Linked DNA regions of Urocitellus parryii: region 1 is linked to region 2. The links are chromatin contacts, called in public Hi-C maps. All regions are on one chromosome and are shown on one strand. Each heading gives the region's core, a stretch centred on a gene start, on an enhancer-like site or on the middle of the called end of the contact. The rest is flanking DNA. Distances are from core to core; before and after follow the strand shown. Region 1 holds the start of Fam185a (family with sequence similarity 185 member A). Region 2 holds the start of Armc10 (armadillo repeat containing 10).

Region 1 (2,700 bases), core at 130-2,629, 270 kb before region 2:
TCTTTCCACTCTACCACCATAGCTCCCAAGAACTCTGGTCACTGCACTTGGGTAAGGGCTACAATTTTTGAAGGCATTCATTTTCAGTACTTGTGTTTCATTAAACTTTATTGTTTGTTGGTGTCTTGGCTAAGGAATTTATGGGATGATTTGTAGAAGGAGAGAGAGTCAGAGAAAGAAGAGAGATCAGGCAGATAAGAAGGAAATAAGTCTCTCACCCCCCACCCTCTTTTTTTTACCTTCATAAAATAATAAAATAGAAAAGCAAGAGAGACCTTATAGAGTCACTTAGTACAATCCATCTTTATCTTAACATAGAAGAAACAGGACCATGTGATGCAGATAAACCAATGGCAGAGCCAGGAAAATAATCTGACCCTTAGATTTACGCTTTTTCCACCAAATCTGGTTGACCCTCTCCTTTTTAATATTTTATTTTTGACCTCAAACCGAGAATAATTTGTAATCCAAGAGATCAATGCTGTTCTCAAAATAAGTTCTGATCTCTCAAAACTGTCTTGGTTAGAATCAATGTTGTCCCTAAAATAAAAATACAGAACCTACATTGCAATTTGTAGACTGTGCATTATTGCCATTCTTTATCTCATTTGATCCTCTGAAGTAAGGCAAGGAAGATATCATTGTCCTTATTTGAAAAGCGAGCATTTTATTTGAACCCCAAAGACATCCAATGATTGGAGTAAGGTCACTTACATTAGGGAGAGCCAGGACTCTAACGCTATTCCTATACTCTCTTTGCCACAGAAGAAGGAGTTTCCTTAAAAGGCACCAATGTTACTCTATTTCTTGACACAGGATTCTCCATCCCAGGGGGACCCTGCCCCCCCCCCCCCCACCTCGCCTCCACACACACATACTAGTTTAGCGAAGCTTGGTTTAGCCACCCAGAGGGGACTTCTATTTTGCACCTAATTCTCGTCTTTTAGAAAGAGCAGTTTCTTACCCCTTCCCTTGGTCCTGATCCTTATTTAGGCTCCTAGTTTTCTTTTGGGGGTTTGACCTCCTGGATTTCACTCCAAAGCTCCGCCCTCTCCTGAGGAGAAGTCGCGTCCTTGGTCTCCAAGGTGACCACGCAGCTTTAACCTTACCCCTCCCACTCTTTCCATTGGCCAGCAGGATTCTCATGTAGATTTACCCCCCTCCCCCCGCCCCCCGCCCATCCCTCCAATGGCCAATGGGTTTGACTTACAGGCCGCGCGCCGTTCTCAGAAGAGGCCAACACTCCAGCCCAGGACTCGTACTCTCCCACGCATTGCCTCCTGGGATATGTAGTTTTTAAACCGCCAGAACGTCTTGACGTCTGGCTTTTTCAGAACTACCTATCCCGTTGGCCTTCGCGAAAGGGGCGGAAGTAAGCTAGGAGTGTGCCTCTGAAATTTGTATTTACAGCTTTCAAATTCCGGTTTACTATTGCCCTGCCGATAAAATCTAAATCGCCTAGTTAAGTGAATGGGCTTGTTCTAGCTTCAGCAAATCTTCCTTTTTGACTAGTAGGAGCTCCGTGCTTAAGTCGATTGGCCCTGGCAAGGGACGCCGCGGGTGTGGTTGAGGTGTTCCTAGGGAGGGCGAGAGAGCGGCGAGTCATGTTCGCCTCCAGCTCCGGCTGGGGACTTGGTTGCCTCACGCTTGGTCAGCTCCGAGTGTGGGCCGGTGCTAGGCTCTGGACCCTAAGGGCCTGCCAGGCCAGGCTGTACTGCTCAGCTGGTGGCGAGCGGCGGCTGGGATCCGAACCCGAGGCCTCTCTGCCTGGCCCAGCGCGCCGGACTCTGAAGGAGTGGACGCTGCTGGTTAGCCCATTTGGTCGGCTGCGGGTGCGGCTCCCTTGCCACCTGTCTGTGAGGCCCCTGGACCCCCTCACCTACCCCGATGGCAACCGCCTGCTGGTCGCGGTGTGCGGCGTGGAGGGCGGAATCCTGGGCCTGAATGACCTGCAGGTGAAGTACGACGAGGCCCTGCAGGAGGTGGCCATCCTGTCTGACACCGTGGACCCCCAGGCGTCGGTGGAGGTGAACGCACCCCTGAAGTTTGGCAAGTGAAGTTTGGGCCCCAGAGCACAAACACAGTGACCTTCTTAAATTAGACCAAGTTAGGTGAACGTGCATTTTTATTTGCCTCTTTGAACTTGACTTTCTAACCTAATTTACAGTTGGCCCCTTTTCTTCTGCACTACTGAGTTCTGAGAAGTATTTAAGAATTAGGTTCCTAATGAAGTAAAAAATAAATAAATAAATCGAATGCAAACATGTTTTGGAATAATCCCAAATAATATTTGTGGAGACCCATATGTTTTCGTTTGTCACATTGTCATTAACAAACTGTTTTACTTTGGGGGGTTGAGGTTTATTGATAATCCATTCAATGGTTTGGCAACCCATCTATCTTTCCCCCTGCTTATCCTTCTCTCCTTGCGGTCCCCACACAACTTCTTATCTATGGGCTGTTCCATACCTAACCTGGAGCAAGTATCTGGTTTCAGAGAGACACCTAGCTTCTAACTGATGTCTCTGGATCTTTTTGGCCAAAGTTCTCCAGGAGTAGCAAGCTTTAAAGAAAAACACATAGTAAGATTGCCTGAGAAACTTCAGAAATAATGCCTGCATCATATATTTCCTAGGTGTTTGGGTTGTGTTATTTCTTAAATTCAAGACACCAGGAAGGGCTCCACAGGCTCTCTTTCTT
Region 2 (2,700 bases), core at 135-2,634:
TAAAAAGATAGAAAGCGAAATGAAATTCACCTTTACACTCTTTTAGGGGAAGTGGATAATGAATTTAATATGTCTGTGTAGAGCCCCGGAAGACAATGTTCTCTTCCACCTGCTGGTAATGGAGGAGCAGAAGTGGTGAAGGATTCCTCAGAAAAAAAAATCAACTTAGGCAATGGGGTACACTTGTACTTAACATTTTAATAAGTACTCCTAAGTTACCTTTCAACAAGGAAGAGGGCTGTAACAAATGGCCCTCCCAACCACACAAGAAAGTCAACTACCCTCAGTTGGGCTCTTCTCTTTCCTTCCTTAGGTATCTCTCTCCCTCATTCTCCACTGTTACTTTGCTCAAATCTCCTCCTGCACTCCTCCCCCATCCCTATCCAAACATATACCTTCTTGACAAGTATTTCACCAGCAATTTGCAGTGAAAATTAAGTCGCCAAAGAACTTTCTCTGCTTTCTGTCCCTAAGGGTACAAAATCTTCTATTCACCCTCATACTATCCTCCTACCCATCAGTTTAAATGCTGGGGCGGGGGGGGGGGGGGTAGTCCCTCCTGTTCAAAGGCAATCCTGATTGTGAGCATCCTTCTCCACAGGCTCATTCTGAGACAACCCCAGAACCCCCTAGGTGATCACGGCCCACTCCCTCCTTCTTAACACACTTTCCTGATTTTCCTCTGGTCTCTGGCTTTTTTTTTTTCATTCCTTCTCCTGTCCCTTAGGCTCTTGTTCAAACCTTAAAAGTTGGAGTTTGGGGTTTCCGCCCTGGGCCCTGGGAGATGTCACCCACTATCTCCACCCCACTCCTTATCTTCAGCCATTACTACCCTACCGCCTTTGATCAATACCTTGGGTCCAGACCAATTTACCTAAATTTGACTTCCCCCTCTCCAATTCCGCGGCTCCTTCCCGCCACTCCTCCCAGCCCCTATTGGAGGAAGTCTTCCCTGACTCCTCCCCTTTCCACCTCCCCACGCCGGACCCGGGTCCGCAGTCCAGTGGCTGCAGTACCTCGCAGATCTGAGGAATGTAGTTTTCCTTGAAGTAGCTCCTCAGCCTGGGGCTGGCAGTGCGTAGAGAGGACATGGTCAGAGGCCGGGCAGAGAGGCTACGCTCTGTCTCCCCACAGCGCCCCGCGCCTCCGAGCTGCTCAGGGAACGCTGACTCGCTGCGACCATGCGTTGCCCGGCAACCACTGGGCTGGTTGCGGAGTCGCGCGCAGCCCGCGTCCCCACCAGGGGCGGGGGGGGCAGTGAAAGGCGGGGCGGTGAGGGGGGGCGGTGAGAGGGGCGGGTCTAAGGGGGCGGGCCTCCTGCCCAGCGGGCTGAACTAGGGAATGAGCCCCAGTAAGTGTCACCCGGACGCAGCGACGCAGCTTCTCCAGGAGTCAGCTCCCCGCCCCGCCTGGTGGAAGCTCCGGGGACCAGCGGGGTCGAGTGGGAGGGTTTACGATTTAACAGTGCCATTTCCGGGAGGCGGAGCTCAGGCACCCATTTTCTTTCTCGCTGCTGAGCCTCAGTGCTTTGGAGACCCCACGTCGACCCCCTTGAGCAGCCTGTCCGGGCCCGGCCGCAGCATGGGCGGCGCGCGGGACGTGGGCTGGGTTGCGGCAGGCCTGGTCTTGGGCGCCGGCGCCTGCTACTGCGTTTACAGACTGACCCGGGGCCAGCAGCGGGGTAGCGGTGGGCGCCGGCTTCGCCCTTCGCGGTCCGCAGGTGAGGTCGCGGGGTGCCCTGCAGATGGTTGGGTAACGGTACAGGGGCCATCCCGGGCCAGGATGGAGGCGAGGACTCCACGACTTGTGTGGTTTCCCGGTCCTTGGAGTAAAAGAAAGGGCCGAGCTAGAGAGAGAGGAGTGGCTAGTGAAATGCGCGGGGTCCCGAAGCCCGAGAGACGATCCGCCCTGCCACCTGGGCTTCCCAGCTTCCACTTCTTTGTTCAAAATCTGGAGTTGGAAAATTTGCCCAAACTTTTGTACTTGCGATCGGCGACATAGCAGAAGACCAGGTTTCTCAGAAAATCAGGAGAGGTTTCAAAGCAACCTGTGCGTTGCTTTGCCTGTCATTTTAAAGCTTATTCTGGGCCTTTGGGTTACCAAAGGCAGACCCCGATCGAGGGAGGGGTGTTGGGGCCCTGGAGCCCTAGAGGGAAGTTTGCAGCTGCCTGATAGAATCAACACCAAAGGGGCAGTTCTGCCCTCACTTGGCCCAGCACACAACTCTTCTTTCTAGAGTTGCTTGAGGATTAAATGAAGTAAAATATGTAAAGTGCTTACTGTCAAGATGATCCGCCGTCTCGCAATTTGGGAATGGGGGTGTGTATTGGTTATTGGAATAATTGTCAGCACGAGGCACACTCCCCCAGCAGACAAGTCCATGATGAGGTTTCTGTCTAAAAGTTGATTAAATCCGTACATTCAGAATTCTAACAGCCTGCTCTTGGTCCAGATCATGGAAACTTTCGGAAAATAATTAAAATCTGCCAACCAAGAAACTCTTCCGCAGATGTAATGAACCAAACAGCTTTATTATTGAGTAAGCATTAAGACATATTGCCTCGAACATCACAGGCAGTCTACTAATGGAATTCCAAAACAGAAGGCTCACCTCTATAACGGGCCATATACAACTCAAGATAAATAATAGCTTGTCCTTAAGAAAGAAAACTTGACAGCACTGTTTGTTTTTACATCACA

Evidence for each region. A called contact is a pair of places that touch in the nucleus more often than the background predicts.
Region 1: a contact with region 2 is called in a Hi-C map of muscle, with 5 times the contacts expected there. The contact joins the promoter of Fam185a here to the promoter of Armc10 in region 2. A contact is called at or near these places in 2 of 2 Hi-C or Micro-C datasets (liver and muscle).

The regions. Positions count from the first base shown.
Region 1 is chr3:58,616,769-58,619,468 of mUroPar1.hap1, reverse strand. It overlaps Fam185a (family with sequence similarity 185 member A), which reads left to right and starts at 1,379. Exons shown (of 8, transcript XM_026384969.2): 1 at 1,379-2,049. The coding sequence starts at 1,605.
Region 2 is chr3:58,346,120-58,348,819 of mUroPar1.hap1, reverse strand. Armc10 (armadillo repeat containing 10) reads left to right here and starts at 1,384. Exons shown (of 6, transcript XM_026384959.2): 1 at 1,384-1,720. The coding sequence starts at 1,582. It overlaps Fbxl13 (F-box and leucine rich repeat protein 13), which reads right to left and starts at 1,091. Exons shown (of 21, transcript XM_026384982.1): 1 at 1,017-1,091. The coding sequence starts at 1,091.